Linked DNA regions of Pan troglodytes: regions 2 and 3 are each linked to region 1. A link is a contact called in public Hi-C data. All regions are on one chromosome and are shown on one strand. Each heading gives the region's core, a stretch centred on a gene start, on an enhancer-like site or on the middle of the called end of the contact. The rest is flanking DNA. Distances are from core to core; before and after follow the strand shown. Region 1 overlaps SLC44A1 (solute carrier family 44 member 1). Region 2 has its middle 40 kb from the start of ABCA1. Region 3 has its middle 87 kb from the start of SLC44A1.

Region 1 (3,229 bases), core at 454-2,953:
CAGCTATTACTGGTGTTTTCATATAATGATGATTTTCTAATTTCATCATTCTTCCTATATTTATTAGCTGGTGTTCTACTGTAAGGAAAATCTCTTCTCACCCACTTAGTTTTTCATCAAATAAATATTTATTCATCAAATAATATATATGTCAAATAAAGTTTTAATTAGTCATCAAATACATATTTATTTGTTGAATAAATATTGATTATTCATCAAATAAATAAATATCAAATCCCAGATTGTTACTTTTTTCTGTTATCTTCATTTATTTTTATGCCCACATTGTCTCAGATTTAGCCAATAGGAGCCCATTCAAGCTGGCTCCTGTACTTTTGATCTGTCCCCATCATTCTTTGAGTACTTCCTTGTTCACTGACGCAACCAGATGTTCCAAGCTCATCTTATGCTTTCCTGGTCTCAACTCTGTAATCAGCCAAGTCTTCAAAGCCCTGGTTCCTTTTAATGGAAACTGGTATTTGGAAACCAAGGTCTGGGCACAATATGTGCTTTTGTGGTAGCTATTTGATAATAGCGACCACGTGATATACAGCAGGAGAAAGGAAATGACTGCATTCCTTTTTTTTTTTTTTTTTTTTTTTTGAGATGGAGTCTCACTCTGTCACCCAGGCTGGAGTGCAGTGGCACCATCTCAGCTCACTGCAACCTCTGCCCCCTGGGTTCTAGCGATTCTCCTGCCTCAGCCTCCCGAGTAGCTGGGATTACAGACACCTGCCACCACGCCCGGCTAATTTTTTTGTATTTTTAGTAGAGACGGGTTTTCACCATGTTGGCCAGGCTGATCTCAAACTCCTGACCTCAGATGATCCACCCGCCTCAGCCTCCCAAAGTGCTAGGATTACAGGCATGAGTCACCGCGCCCTGCCTACTCTGCATTACTTTTTATAGGTCAATCCACACCTGGAATATAAACGAATGAGAGTGTTTTCAGAGACAAGCCTAGAGAAGATATCTACTGGGAAAAGAGACATCTTGGGGTAGAGAAAGGGAAAAGCAATGATTACTATATTCAAATATCTAAAGGGATGTTGTAGAAGAAATGGTGTCTATAGTCATGTCCTGAGCCCCTAAAGGGTTCTAATGGTTGGAAAAAGACTTCTGTTTCATCAGTCAGTTAACATATGTTAATCACCTATTACTATCAGGCTGTGGCAGTGAGTGCTGATTGCCCTGCTATTGCTCTTCTGCCCATCTTTTTCATGAATATAACCCAGATATCATTCTGGTTAGCAAAATGCCTTACTAAAATACTCACCTTTCCATACTTCCCTGAAGCTTGAAGTGGCCGTATGACATAGTTCTGCCCAATGAGATATAAGCTGAAGAATACTGGCAATTTCCAAGAAAATTTCGCCTTCCCGATATAGGTGCCACCCATCTTCCTGGTTTTCCCCTTCTCTGGCCTGTCTGGAATGCAGATGTGATCCTACTCGAAAGAACAAAAGACATATTACAAACACCAACAGAACCACAGACCAAAGATGGCAGAACCAAAAGATAGAAGGAGCCTGGTTCCCAGAAAGCATTCTTGCCTGATTTCTCCACAGTTGGGCTTGCTGTCTTCTGGGCTTACTGTTACGTGAGAAGAATGAATCCCTTTCTTGTTTAAGCCACTATAATAGGTTTCTGTTAAATGCAGCTGAGATGCAGTCCTAATCCAGGCACTGTGCTAAGTCCTAGGAGGGGAAAGGCCACCTAGTGGAGTCACTGGCTTTTCCTGCCTATCAGACAGAATGTGAGGAAGACTTCCTAAAAACTGGAACACTACCAAGATGGACTTAACCCCAGGAGAAGACGTGATCCCCCTGACTACGAAGGAATGTGTGTAGAGGCTGGGTGGTACTTTTGCAGCTGGGATGTTGTAAAGCAGTATTGAGCACAGAGTGAAAGGCTAATTCAATGACCTTTAAAGTCTATTCTAGTGCAAAAATTTTTCTAAGAGTCAGAAAGTTAAAAAAAAAAAAAATAGATGGACTCAGGGCATGCTAAGCTTTCCCTGGACAGTTAGTGTTTGGGTTTTTTTTTTTGTATTTTTGTTTTTTTGAGACAGAGTCTTGCTCTGTCACCCAGGCTGGAGTGCAGTGGCACGATCTTGGCTCACGGCAACCTCTGCCTCCCGGGTTCGAGCAATTCTCCTGCCTCAGCCTCCCAAGTAGCTGGGATTACAGGCACACCCACCATGCCTGGCTAACTTTTTGTAGTAGAGATGGGGTTTCACTGTGTTAGCCAGGATGGTCTCTATCTCCTGATCTCGTGATCCGCCCGCCTCGGCCTCCCAAAGTGCTGAGATTATAGGCGTGAGCCACCACGCCCAGCCGACAGTTAGTGTTTTTTAGCTGTAGTCTGCATTTGGATCCATGATTTTCATTAAAGTTCCTAAGAATGCATGCTCCCTCAGCACCCCCTGGGTAAACATGTTATAGCAATTTTAAGTTTCTAATGAAATTTTTGTTGTAATTTATTTGTAGCAATCTAATTTATCCCTTTTTTTACGACTAGAATTTTTATTTATCTTGGATTTACAAAGTTAATATTGCCGTAAAACATAGCAGCATTTTAATTTTTAGATAGTAATAGATTTATTATTTTTATCTGTGTTTAAAATCATAGTAGTCTGGGCACCGTGGTGCACAACTGTAGTGCCAGCTACTCAAAAGGCTAAGGCAGGAAGATCTCTTGAGCCCAGGAGTTCTAGGCTGTAGTACGTGATGAACACACCTGTGAATAGCCACTGCACTCCAGCCTGGGCAACATGGCGAGACCCTGCTAGAACAAAAAAGAAAAAAAAAACCATAGGAATAAGATGCATTTTCACCACTTTGGAATGTTTATGTCCCATAAATAACCATTAGGTATCTATTTATTGGCAGAGTTTCTGTAAATATATGAATGCTCTTGATGAGAAAAGGAGATTTTTTTTTCCTCTCAGAGTGGAAGCCAGGTTCTTTGGTGGGATACTCACCCATCAAACATAAGAAAGGAAAGGTCAAGACTTTACTGGGTTCTATGGTTGATCCCAAGCCTGAGATAGGAGGATGAGCTGCACAACTTTGTGAAGGTAGCCAAGGGTAACTGGGGAGTTATTAAGGGCACAATAGAGGTTTATTGAGTGAATCAACAAATGAATCCTTTGGCAGCCTGATTGTTCCTGAGTAGATGATTTTGAACAGCCCACAGTTCAAAGATTTCTCAAAGCCCACAGTTTTGA
Region 2 (3,229 bases), core at 425-2,924, 450 kb before region 1:
TTCAGTATGCCTATTGCTGGGCTGCCCCACACAAAGAACAAATAAAAAATTATGTATCTTGTTAACTTTTGGCCAGGTTCGCCAATTTCATGTTATCCATAAATGCCACACTAAAGAGAGTGAACACACACATGGTCATAAAACAGCAGGCTGAAGCTAACTCCAAAAACAAAGAAAAAATCCAACTCTAAACCATTCTGCATTTAAGTTCCCAAATGACTCCCATGGAGGCCCTTAAATTGTATTTGTTTGGAAAAAACAAACAAACAAAAACAAAAGGAGTTCATCGTTAGCATGTGGAGGATGTTCATTAGCGGCTGTAAGAAATCACAGTCTAAACTACACCGTTCAAGAAACCCACTACAGTCGTGCAGACCAATAGCACTATTCTAGAAGGTAGCTATCCCTCGTGCCCTCTAAGAACCATCGTTTTGCATCGTTAGCAAGAAGCAAAGAGTAGATCTTAAACCTCTTTAAACTTCTCTGCGTCCTATTCAAAAATTAGGATACCACTTAACTCTGCACTTTAAAAAAGGATTTCAAGTGTGCTGCATTTTAAAGACACTTCATTACAAAAGTTAGAAAATTAAAGTATAAAACTTATCAAAACAAGTTTTTACGTTTTCAGGATGATTCACTGCAGAATTTCTTTAAACAGACTCCCCTCTTTTTTGTGTGTTGAATCTTTAGGGAAAATAAGTGATAGTAAACATCAACCACTGACACCTGCAAACTAGGAAAAAAAATAGGGTTGCTTGGACATGGTAGGGAAAATAATTTATTTTCACAGAAATTTAGCCGGGCGCGGTGGCTCACACCTGTAATCCCTGCACTTTGGGAGCTCAAGGTGGGTGGATCATCTGAGGTCAGGAGTTCAAGACCAGCCTTGCTGACATGGTGAAACCCAGTCTCTACTAAAAATACAAAAATTAGCTGGGTGGTAGTGGCACGCGCCTGAAATACCAGCTACATGGGAGGCTGAAGCAGGAGACTCTCTTGAGCCTGGGAGGCAGAGGTTGCGGTGAGCCGAGATCGCGCCACTGCACTCCAGCCTGGGCAACAGGGTGAGACTCCGTCTCAAAAAAAAAAAAAAAAAGAAAAAAGAAAGAAAGAAGAAGAAATTTAACATACAGGCGATTTTTCAGGTTCTCATTTGCTAAACCAACAATGCAGAATTTGTGAAGTAGGGGCAACAAGTTGCTGAACCTGAGAGACGCCTCTAAATGCGCTCAGAGGTTATTTCAACTGTGCTGTTTGCTAGTTCAGGTACAACAGGCAAGACAGAAAGATGCCACCGCTCTCTCCACCCTCCCAGCGCCGGATCACAGAGCGCAGACCACGCACCCAGCCTTCCACACACGTCGCGATCTCGCCGCTTTAAGCTGCTGGGTACCCTCGACCCGCCCACAAGAAGGCGGGGCGTCGCGGGGTCTGCTGGGAGTTGTAGTTTCGGGCCGGGCCCGCGAGCTTCTTGACTCGTTTCCTTCTGCCCCCACCGCCGCACAGCTGCCTATGGACTCTGGAGTTGCTGTGTATTGAGCATGGGGCACAGCCGGGGGTAAAAGGGGAGAAGGCTCCTTTAATCTGCGGATCGGGGCGCCGTTGATGAGTGTTAGAGGTGTTGGAACGCAGAGTAAGCGGCGCGCATGCGCGGCTGCCGGAGGTGGGGGCCGCTCCTCCCGTGCCACTCAGGGGCTGGCTGCTGCCTTAGGGCTGACTGGGCTCATAGGTAGGGCCTGCGGTTCAAGTTTGTGATAACACTGCCTGTAGGCTGCGGTTGTTAAGGCAGAGATTTGAAGGGGGTCGGTTGGGGGTGCTGGGTAGTGTCAGTAATCAAGGGTTTTAATCGCTACTCCATCCTGGCTTTCGGGAACCTCCCACCTCCTACCCTTTCCCAGTTTGCAGAATTGCAGCTTTCCCCATCCCCCACCCCGATCGCTTCGTGGGAAGCCTTTCCATACTGTGTTGTGAAATCCGTTAGACCTCAGCCAAGGCCTTTTAGCCCGCCTGGAATTCAAGCTGCCCCCTCCTTGCCAAATCCAGATCATGCGAGACAACAAAAGGCTTGAGGCACAGGCCCTACAAGGCAGTGCCCCTGCCAGTTCTCCTAAACTTATTGTTTACCCTGCCCTCTTCTTCCCCTGCAAGTTGAGACAGCCAGGCGATAGATTAGATAAATAGATTCCATGTCCTTACATTTGCAACAGGCTTTCATAGATTCCTTTGCTCTGGAAGGTGGCATCATTATACAAAAGGACAAGTGAGAACACACGAATGTAATCAGTGGCAGAACCCTGGGACTGAACCCTACAGGAGTTCTAAGTCTATTGTTTTCCCTACCACTTCACAAATGTGTCAGAAAGAGCTGAAGGAGGTGACCAGCTGCACCTGACGCTAGCTGGCTTTCGGAATGCTCAGGCCCTGGGCCCTTGGCTCACCACAACCACTCTTAAATTGACTAACAATTGCCCCTTAGCGAGTGACCTCTCCAGCACGCCCTGAGGATTTTGCCCAGGGTAATGTTTCACATTGAGCACATACTTTGTGCTGGGCCCTGGAAAGGATGTACATCAGATCTTAAGTTAAAAGGTTCCTTTCCCCCAAGGAGACCAGGCTGTCCTATCAAGTATTCTGTATTTCCCAAAGGATAGTATTAGCCACACTTTGTTATATGATTGCTTGTTTGCCTGTTTTTTTTTTCTTTTCTTTCTTTATTTCTTTGAGACAGGGTCTCCCTCTGTCACCCAGGTTGAAGTGCAGTGGTGCGATCATAGCTCACTGCAAGTTCAGACTCCTGGGCTCAAGCGATCCTTCTCCCACCTCAGCCTCTGGAGTAGCTGGAAGTACAGGCGGCACCATGCCCAGCTAATTAAAAAAAAAAAAAAAAATTTAGAGGAGGTCTCACAATGTTACTCAGGCTGATTTCAAACTTCTGGGCTCAAGTGATCCTCCTGCTTCAACGTCCCAAAGTTCTGGAATTACAGACACGAGCCACCCTACCTGGCCTGCCTGCCTTGCTTGAGAAGCTGCAGCACTATTTTGTTCACCATTGTATTAGCAGTGCTAACATATAGTGGCCTTTTCATACATGTCAAATAGACATATAAATGATGAATGCATGAGTCCAGTGTCTGACCTTCATGTCTGTGCCCAGAGTCTGTTGGGAGAGGTGGAGATGAAAATAGAGGTAGGCTGGGCACAGTGGCTCACACTTGTAATCCCAGCACTT
Region 3 (3,229 bases), core at 512-3,011, 260 kb before region 1:
TCTGGCCCACTCCAGTCAGATCACCCACACCCTCTACAAAGCTGCATTTCTGTGGGCAACCGTGTGAGTCCTTAGTACAATTCACAGGAATATATTGCATTATTTAATGTGTTAATCATCAAAACTGCACAGATTCTATAGAACTTATTTTAGAAATACAGATAAAATATGTATAAGTTAAGAGAAACAATGTCTGGGATTTCTTTCAAAATAATCTAGCCCAGGGCCAGGCACGATAGCTCACACCTGTAACCCCATCACCTTGGGAGGTCAAGGAGAGAGGATTGCTTGAGGCCAGACCAGGGAAACGCTGTGAGAGCCTGTCTCTAGGAAAAATTTAAAAATGAGCCAAGTGTAGTGGCATCTGCCTGTAGTCCCACTACTCAGGAGGCTGAGGTGGGAGGATGGCTTGAGCCTGGTGAGGTCGAGGCTGCAGCAAGCCATGATCGTACCACTGCACTCCAGCCTGGGAGACAGAGTGAGACCCTATCTCAAATAATAACAGTAATCATCATCATCATCAACATCATCTAGACTAGAGAGGAGAAAAGTCAGCATGCATTGATGAAACAAGATTCGCCATGTATTGATGATTTTTGAAGCTGGGTGTGGATACATCAGGTTTGTTATAAAGTTCTTCCTACTTTTTTGTATATGCTTTACATTTTTCATAATAAAATGTCAATAAAAAATAGTTTTCGCGGGGCCCAGTGGCTCACGCCTATAATCCCAGCACTTTGGGAGGCCGAGGTGGGCAGATCACCTGAGGTCAGGAGTTTGAGACCAGCCTGGCCAACGTGGTGAAACTCTGTCTCTACTAAAAATACAAAAATTAGCTGGGTGTGGTGGCTCATGCCTGTAATCCCAGCTACTCGGGAGGCTGAGGCAGGAGAATCGCTTGAACCCGGGAGGCAGAGGTTGCAGTGGGCCAAGATCATACCACTGCACTCCAGCCTGGGCAACAGAGTGAGACTCCATCTGAAAAAAAAAAAAAAAAAAAAAGCGTTAAGTGCTGACCCAGGCCTTCAGGTAGCCCAGGATTATATTTTATGAGGCATATATTTACCCATGTGTTTTTTTTAGAATTTTGCTTCATCAACTTGATAAGATCAATTATTCAGGGGTACTCTATCATCCTTCTGCTTGGTCTCTTTGAATAGTGGGATTACTGGTTATTATTTTTTCTTTTTTATACTTTTCTGTATTTTCAGAATTTTTTAAATGAGCGTCTATTGCCTTTATAGTTAGGAAAATCAATAAAGCTGTTTATTATCAATGTGGACTCATGTATTTTTAATTTATAAAATGGATTATCACATTATGCATTATAATAAACCTATTTGAAATTTTACATGTGACAGGAGAGTATTTATTTCTACCCCACAAAGAGTAACAAAATAATATATAAAAATAAGAAGTTTGGATTGTCCAAACAGTAGCCATTAGGAAGAGAATGTACTTTATGTTAAGGATGCTTCTCCCTAAGAGGCAAGCCAGTTAAATGAAAAAAGTAGAATCCTGGATAAATATAGAAAATGTTTGCAGAAGGAAATTTTATTTCATTGCCTCAGTCCTAAATGGCATTAGCAAATACTGCAAAGTAATGAAGGAGGTCATTAAGAAGGAACTAGAAACGCCTTCCAATGTTATGGAAGAAATTCTGACATCTTAATTATATTCTGCCACCTAGTGACAAAGGAAGATTAACATACTTGCTTAGCCCGGCTACAACAGCAGAGAGGCCTGCCCTCCATTATCTGGACACCAGAGCCATGGCCTGACTGCCAGGGCAAGCCTGATCCTACAAGCGCTTGGTGCACAGCATCCTCTCTCTGCTTCTGCTCACAACTCTGGGAGACACTGCAAATATGGTCAAAAGCCACGGAGCTGTTCAGTCTGTGGCTGACAGACTTCCTATGGAGCCAGGTCTACCCTCTGCCACTCAGCACAGTGCACTGGGAACTTTGCTGTCTCCTGCCTGTTGCTAAGGACTTCCAGGGAGAAACAAATTACGAGACTAAAAAGGCATGGCTCACATTGGGCAATTTCATTCCTAACTTCCACTGGACTTAAAAATAGGAATAAATACAGTGATCCCCTTACCCTGAAATGGGATAACTTTTTTATTTTTATTTATTTATTTTTGAGACAGAGTCTCGTTCTGTCGCCCAGGCTAGAGTACAGTGGCGCGCTTTTGGCTCACTGCAACCTCCGCCTCCTGGGTTCAAGCAATTCTCCTGTCTCAGCCTCCAGAGTAGCTGAGACTACAGGTGCACATCACCACACCTGGCTAATTTTTATATTTTTAGTAGAGACGGGGTTTCTCCATATTGGTCAGACTGCTCTGGAACTCCTGATCCCAGGTGATCCAACTCGCCTAGGCCTCCCAAAGTGCTGGGATTACAGGCTTGAGCCACCGTGCACGGCCTGGCATAACTTTTATGCACAAATCTTTGTGATTACACGAGGTGATAGGCACAAAAACTATTGATTCCCCCAATATAAATTGGGGAAGGAATGGATGTTCTCAAAGCGCATTCGGGGCAGCCACACACCACCTGGAAGAAGCTTCGGGTCCCGTGGATGTGGCCCAAGTGAAGTGGTGGCCCATCATGCATTGCGATGGTGGGTAGGCGGGTAGGGGCGGGGCTAGGGCCGGAAGTAGAACTGTGGCCTCCATGGCCACTTGGGACCCCAGAGGTTCTATGCAAGAAACATAGAATCACCGTGATTCTTTTTTTTCTTTTCTTTTCTTTTCTTTTCTTTTCTTTTCTTTCTTGTTTTGTTTTTTTGAGGCGGAGTTTCACTCTTGGTTGCCCAAGCTAGAGTGCAATGGCATGATCTCGGCTCACTGCAACCTCCACCTCCCAGGTTCAAGTGATTCTCCTGCCTCAGCCTTCCGAGTAGCTGGGATTACAAGCATCTGCCACCATGCCCAGCGAATTTTTATACGTTTAGTAGAGATGGGGTTTCGCCATGTTGACCAGGCTGGTCTTGAACTCCTGATCTCAGGTGATCTGCCCGCTTCTGCCTCCCAAAGTGCTGTGATTACAGGCGTGAGCCTGCCTCCCAAAGTGCTGTGATTACAGGCATGAGCCATTGTGCCCCACCCACTATGATTCTTTAGAGGCTCTTTGGGGTCTCCTCTGTGCTTCTGTCAGCAGTTTCAGTCCATTTTCCCAAGAACATTGGTGATAACAGCAGTGACATTTAATAAGGAAATTGATCC

What was found. A called contact is a pair of places that touch in the nucleus more often than the background predicts.
Region 2: a contact with region 1 is called in a Hi-C map of stem cell-derived neural progenitor cells, with 2.4 times the contacts expected there. The contact joins two enhancer-like sites. A contact is called at or near these places in 1 of 7 Hi-C or Micro-C datasets (stem cell-derived neural progenitor cells) and 1 of 1 datasets of contacts at active chromatin or transcription factors (stem cell-derived excitatory neurons).
Region 3: a Hi-C map of stem cell-derived neural progenitor cells shows a contact between it and region 1, with 6 times the contacts expected there. The contact joins two enhancer-like sites. A contact is called at or near these places in 5 of 7 Hi-C or Micro-C datasets (blood, induced pluripotent stem cells, a lymphoblastoid cell line and 1 more) and 1 of 1 other capture datasets (stem cell-derived neural stem cells).

Annotation. Positions count from the first base shown.
Region 1 is chr11:33,013,690-33,016,918 of NHGRI_mPanTro3-v2.0_pri, reverse strand. All of the region lies in intron 15 of SLC44A1 (solute carrier family 44 member 1), which reads left to right. Among named protein-coding and RNA genes, the nearest start is that of FSD1L, 29 kb to the right of the region's middle. Within about 2 kb of position 1,703, at least 7 of the 24 cell types and tissues checked have an H3K27ac peak or open chromatin away from gene starts, as enhancers often do. A contact at or near this core is called in stem cell-derived neural progenitor cells, where this site is marked.
Region 2 is chr11:33,465,961-33,469,189 of NHGRI_mPanTro3-v2.0_pri, reverse strand. No RefSeq gene overlaps it. Among named protein-coding and RNA genes, the nearest start is that of ABCA1, 40 kb to the left of the region's middle. Within about 2 kb of position 1,674, at least 23 of the 24 cell types and tissues checked have an H3K27ac peak or open chromatin away from gene starts, as enhancers often do. A contact at or near this core is called in stem cell-derived neural progenitor cells, where this site is marked.
Region 3 is chr11:33,271,228-33,274,456 of NHGRI_mPanTro3-v2.0_pri, reverse strand. No RefSeq gene overlaps it. Among named protein-coding and RNA genes, the nearest start is that of SLC44A1, 87 kb to the right of the region's middle. Within about 2 kb of position 1,761, at least 12 of the 24 cell types and tissues checked have an H3K27ac peak or open chromatin away from gene starts, as enhancers often do. A contact at or near this core is called in stem cell-derived neural progenitor cells, where this site is marked.